Regions from separate parts of the Sus scrofa genome. Here region 1 is linked to region 2. Evidence: chromatin contacts called from public HiChIP or PLAC-seq data. All regions are on one chromosome and are shown on one strand. Each heading gives the region's core, a stretch centred on a gene start, on an enhancer-like site or on the middle of the called end of the contact. The rest is flanking DNA. Distances are from core to core; before and after follow the strand shown. Region 1 overlaps ATP9A (ATPase phospholipid transporting 9A (putative)). Region 2 overlaps NFATC2 (nuclear factor of activated T-cells 2).

Region 1 (2,700 bases), core at 105-2,604, 130 kb before region 2:
GTCCCTCTTGGCTTTGTTCTCATTAAGAAATATACAAGGAGCTTTACAGCTTTTTTTCCGTCTCCCTTTCTCTTAATGTAAAACTTTCTTGCAGTTGTTGATATATACTTCTTAGGAAAGATTTCCATTTACTCTGTCCATTCCATCTTGGAAAAAAAACGTACTTTGTGCTTTGCGGCGGAACCGAGACACACGTGAGCAGCCCTGCTCGTATTTGGAGCCGTGCGGCACCGTCTCATGGAGCTCGTCATCCCCGTGGCTCTGTCTTCCCCAAGGCTGTGTGGCTGGAGACACTGTCTCTTGGTGTCACTGGGCAGTGTCCCTGAATATTGTATTTGTGGGGGGCAGGTGGGGAGCGTGGCATTTGTCCCCCAGCTTGCGGCTCCTGTGTTATCTCGTTGGCGTGGGGGGGACCGTGAACTTCTCGAGGTCTCCTTGACGTCCTCAGTAATAGGTTATCTGTGATCCTCATGGCAAGTGTTCACCAGGACAGCACTTTTTGATTAGAGGGAAGCTCTGGTACAGAGCTTGAATGTAGCAGGAACTCCCAGATGATTTAAATTCTTGATCCTGTGATGACACGTGATCCTGCGTGATTTGAGCGGTTCAACTTTCATTGTCTGCCAGCGTGGCTTGTCGCTGTTGCCCAATAAAGCTTGTGTACTTTCTGCCTTGGGGGATCATTTTAATTTGTGCAGAAACATGAAATTCTGGTGTCAAAATGAGGGCTTTTTCTTACAGTGCTCCTGTTTTGTGTGTATCTCATGGTACGTAAACTGTAAATAGCTTTTTCTCCAGTTAAAGTGTTTTAATTTCAGCAAAACAAAACCCCCAAACCCATGCATTATTTATTATTCTGTGCTGTTGTCTATTCCAGACGTGTCAGAATTTCAAAACATGATCTGTATAAATAGAAAAAAGACAAACATATTTTATGATTCATATTTTATTTATGCACACAGTCCTTGATTGCTTTGGATCCTCTTTTCAAATTTTTTTTTATTTTTTAAAAATTTAATTGGAGTGCAGTTGACTTAAAAATGTTGTCTTAGTTCCAGGTGTGCAGCAGAGTGGATCAGCTGTGTGTCTGTTCCTCTTCAGATTCCTTTCCCATTTAGGTCACCACAGAGTATTGAGCAGACCCCTCTTTATTTTCCCACCGAGTGATGGAAGATTTAGGAACCCGGTCGCTTAAGTTTTAGGGAGAAGTGGATTTTAAGCTGTTATGTAGGCTGCAAAGGACATCGTGTTCTGGTCGTTTAATTCAGTGATCCTCAACCAGGGGTGATTTTGTCCCGCCGGGGACATGGGGTCATGTCTGACGTCATTTCTGGTTGTCACCGCGTGGGGGGTGGTGCTCCGCTGACGTCTAACGAGGACAATGCTGGGACACTGCTCGTGGGTGCATAGGACTGCCCCACAGCAGAGGATGGATCACCCGCCCAACAGCAAAAGTGCCGAGGTTGAGGAAGCCGCGTGTAGTCGGCACGTGTGCGTTCTGCCGTTTGTAAGCCGCTGTCCTCACTTCCAAACGGGCCCGGCCGTGGAAACTCCTGCCTCAAGAAGCCAGTGCCGCATCCACCTGGCCCGGCGTTTGCATTTGCAGCTCTGGGCGCAGTGGGCCGCTGCTCTCCGCTCCCTGGCTCTCAGCTGCAAGGGCCCTTCTCAGCTTAAGGGTTAGAAGGGGGTTTGTACACGAGCTGTGCCTCCGTCCGCGGGGGCTCCCTGGGCCCTCGGGGGACGCATGCGCTCAGGAGCAGCGGGACAGTACTTTTCCTGTGCCGTGAAGGTGGAGTCTTCAGACAGCCCTGGCCTGCTGTGAAATTCCATGCCCGCGCCGACCCTCCTCCAGTGGAGCCACTAGGGGGAACTTGAGGACCGAGAGATGCTTCTGCTTCCTGTTTTCATCACCCGGCCGGCCCAGCAGGCCCGACTGTTCTGCGTCAAGATGCTCCTTTCATAGCTTCAGAATTTATTTCATGGCCAGCGGCTCCGTTGAAAACAGGCATTTCTTTTTATGTTGTTGACCAGACTATTTTGCTGGACTAAACTTGAAAAAAAAAAAAAAAAAAAACCAACAACACAAACTGAGCAGGATGGGGGTGGGGGTGAGATGAATATTTATTTGATCTCAGATATTTGCATTTTTGAATAATTGGCAACCAGGGAGGCTTGCCCTCCTCGCTGTCCAGGCTAATAAGGTTTGGAGACGAAATGTTCTAACACCCCAAGTACTTTAACTGTTTTTGTTATGAAACTTTGCAGGGTGACATGAAGCTCTGCGGTATTTGTGAGGAGATCTGTAAATGATGGATTTGCTCACCTCAAAATAGAACTGTAGCCGCTCCAAACTTTCCACAAGTCGGAGCACAGTAACAGAATTCATTCAGGACTTGCTAGTTTCCTACTTGAAATGTGTTACATAACAGAACAGTCCCGCCTTCGCGCCTCTCAGAACTACCCATGAAGTGATGGTGAAATTTATCCTTAAAAGCTAGAAATAGCTTTGCTAAACTCTGGGAAAAAGATGAGTTTTTTTTTCTTCTGATATCCCCCCCTTTTTTCACCCAAACATTGCATAATGTTAAAAAAAAAAAAAAAAAGTCAAATCTTTCCGTGGGGTTTAATTTCATCCTCCATGTGGCTGTGGTCGGAGGGGTAACTTAAGTACTTTGGGGGCTGGTGGATTTTTGGAGGATC
Region 2 (2,700 bases), core at 55-2,554:
GCTTCCATGTCTTGGCTATTGCGAATAGTGCTGCTGTGAACATGTGGGTGCATGTGTCTTTTTGAATTATAGTTTTGTCCGGCTATATGCCCAGGAGTGGCATTGCTGGGTCACATGGTAGTTCTCTAGTTTTCTGAGGAACGGTCATACTGTTTGCCATAGTTGTGGTGCCAACTGACATTCCCACCAACAGTGCAGGAGGGTTCCCTCTTCTCCACACCCAGGGGATTTTCTTGACAGGCTCCTCCTTGACCATCAGCTCTCACACTCTGTCCCGTTCCGTCCCATTGTCCTGCCCTCTTTTCTTGGTAGCACTTAGCTCTATTGGATTTGCCTTGTCTATTTGTTCACTCATTTGTTTTCTTGTTTCCCCCCCCTGCCCCCCCCGGTTAGGGTTCCTTGAGGAAGAAGACTTGGTGTTTGCTCTGGTATCTGCAGAATCTAGAACAGTCCCTGGCACTTCATAGGTGCTTATACATATTGTTGAATGAACATGTCATCTCCTTTGATAATCACATGGGCCCTGAGAGGCTGGCAGCCTTAGCCCCATTTTATAGATAAGGTAACGGAGGCTCACAGAGGTCAAGCCATGGACCCCAGGTCAGCTCACTGCTAGTGACAGAGCTGGAATCCCAAGCAGCATTTGTTATTGTCACCCCCCAACACCCCCAGAAATCTCTCTAGTCACATTCAAGAGGACGAAGAGGAACCAAACAGATCAGGACCTTTCCTATTTACTGTTTTCAGCAATTGCTGAAAAGCCGTTCTATAGTCTCTGCAATTGAAAAAATGTGTAACCTTCCAGGCGAAGTTCACGCCGGGAAGTCCAGGCTGTTCCTGACTTCAGCTGGGAACCCTGGCCCCCGGCCACCCAGGCCTCAGGCGGAGTCGGGGGTCCCAGCAAAACATTGCAAAACAGGAAAAAATCTAAGGACACAAAAATAAAAGTGATGTGGCAGCGGAAACGGGGTTGCCATGGCTCTGAGCGACTCGCCGCGCCTGGGTGGGATCCAGTGTTTTGGAAGGTTCCTCCACATGACACAGGGTTTTGGAATTTTTCAGCTGGTAAATCTTTCTTAATTCAGGGCCCCCGGCCCCCGCCAAGGAGCTCCCTGGCTCTCTGTGTCCCGCGGGGGCGTAGGTTGGAAACGTGCCTGTGTTGGATTACTCAGCTTTGAAACTTAAATTGTTTGAAGAGGACTTGTTTTGTTTTGTTGGACGATTTTCTTGGAACAGTCTGATGGCAGAGGCTTCTATCACCTGTTGAGAGGGCAAACTGACTTTTTCGAAAGGAGGCGTGGGTGGTGGAATTCCCTCTTTCCCACTGAGTCATCATCCGAATATGAGTCATTTTATGACTTGGAGGTTCCCAAAGGTTGTATTTTGAGCTTTGTTTAATAAATATAAATGCATAGGCTTAAAATAAAAATTTTTTGCTAAATTAAGTAGTTTTCCATGAATTAGTACCCTGGAAACGCTGGAACGGTCTTCGAGAAAACACCTCCTCTTCCCACCTGTTTTTCTCCACGGCTTTGGTTCCACGCGGTCTGGTGTTTGCTGAAACAATAGACCTCGTCTGGGAGCCTCTCTGCCTTGGACTCCCCTCTGGGAAAGGTCAGACTCCAAGCTGGGCTTGACCATGACTAAGGCTCTGGAGACCTTTGCCCTTGGTGACTCATGTCCACAGTGTCATCGGTCCCCTGGGCTGGAGCCCACCACTTAGATGCAGCTGGCTGGGATGTGAAGCTTTGCTCCAAAGGCAGAGGCTAGCTCGCTGCTCTGAAGCCCCACTGGAGACAGAGAAAATGGCCTTATTTTCAGAGGCCTGAATTGTTGCCCAAATTTCAGTCCTCTTGCATGAGAGAACAGACTTTGGAGTGAAAGAATCCTGCTGTTTAAATGCCTTCAAAAGAGGACACAGAGAAATGAGGTTTCTAATTAACTTGGGTCGTAGTGTTTCCCCATCAGAAATTGCTCTTGGCGCCAACAGATGTTCTGTGATTTGCAATTAGCAGGTGGGCATTTCCACCCTGGTCAAGAAAATCATAATACCTTTTATTAATGAACGGTCTGACACCCTGTTGTGCTATTTTTTCCTTTATGTTTGGTTGAACGCCTTTTTTTTTTTTTTTTTTTTTTTTTTTTAAAGTAAAAATTGTAGATCTCTAAGCCGTAAGCAGGCTGGATTGTGGATCATCCAGACTGGGCTTGAAGCCTGGATAGGCCTCATATTTTGTGCTTTGGGATTCAGTTTCCCCATCTTTAAGAGGGAGTCGGTAGTTATTTTAACACTAAAAGGAGATCAAAGATCTGAAAGGGTCGGACCATGGAAGGTGCCCAGAAAAGTCAGCTGACCTTGCACGTGTCCCCTGGAAGCAGGGAAGGCAGGCCTGTGTTGGTTTCTTGTCCGGGAGAAGAACCCTTCCTGGCAGGAGTTTCTCCCCTCCTCTCACCCCGGAGCCATCAGACTCCTGCTGTCACGCCTCAGTGACAGCCCACCCCCTGCCCCCAACTAACAGATGGGGAGGCCACTTGCTGGCTCGCAGAATGAGGTTGGCTGACTTGCTTGAGGCGACAGAGCACGTCAGAGGAAGACTGGGTCCCACACCCCCCACTTCCTCGTTCCCAGAGGGACTGGCTCTGTGAGCTGGGGTGGAGCATCGCTGAGAAGAGGCGCCTCTAGGATGGGATGCAAGAGGA

Evidence for each region. HiChIP or PLAC-seq counts read pairs in DNA pulled down with a chosen protein or histone mark.
Region 1: a contact with region 2 is called in an H3K27ac HiChIP or PLAC-seq map of skeletal muscle. The contact joins two enhancer-like sites. A contact is called at or near these places in 4 of 47 Hi-C or Micro-C datasets (embryonic fibroblasts, heart right ventricle and skeletal muscle) and 1 of 2 datasets of contacts at active chromatin or transcription factors (skeletal muscle).

Annotation. Positions count from the first base shown.
Region 1 is chr17:52,934,140-52,936,839 of Sscrofa11.1, reverse strand. It overlaps ATP9A (ATPase phospholipid transporting 9A (putative)), which reads left to right. Exons shown (of 28, transcript NM_001114672.1): 28 at 1-671. Among named protein-coding and RNA genes, the nearest start is that of NFATC2, 45 kb to the right of the region's middle. Within about 2 kb of position 1,354, at least 30 of the 83 cell types and tissues checked have an H3K27ac peak or open chromatin away from gene starts, as enhancers often do. A contact at or near this core is called in skeletal muscle, where this site is marked.
Region 2 is chr17:52,799,260-52,801,959 of Sscrofa11.1, reverse strand. The region is part of intron 6 of NFATC2 (nuclear factor of activated T-cells 2); the gene reads left to right. Among named protein-coding and RNA genes, the nearest start is that of NFATC2, 90 kb to the left of the region's middle. Within about 2 kb of position 1,304, at least 35 of the 83 cell types and tissues checked have an H3K27ac peak or open chromatin away from gene starts, as enhancers often do. A contact at or near this core is called in skeletal muscle, where this site is marked.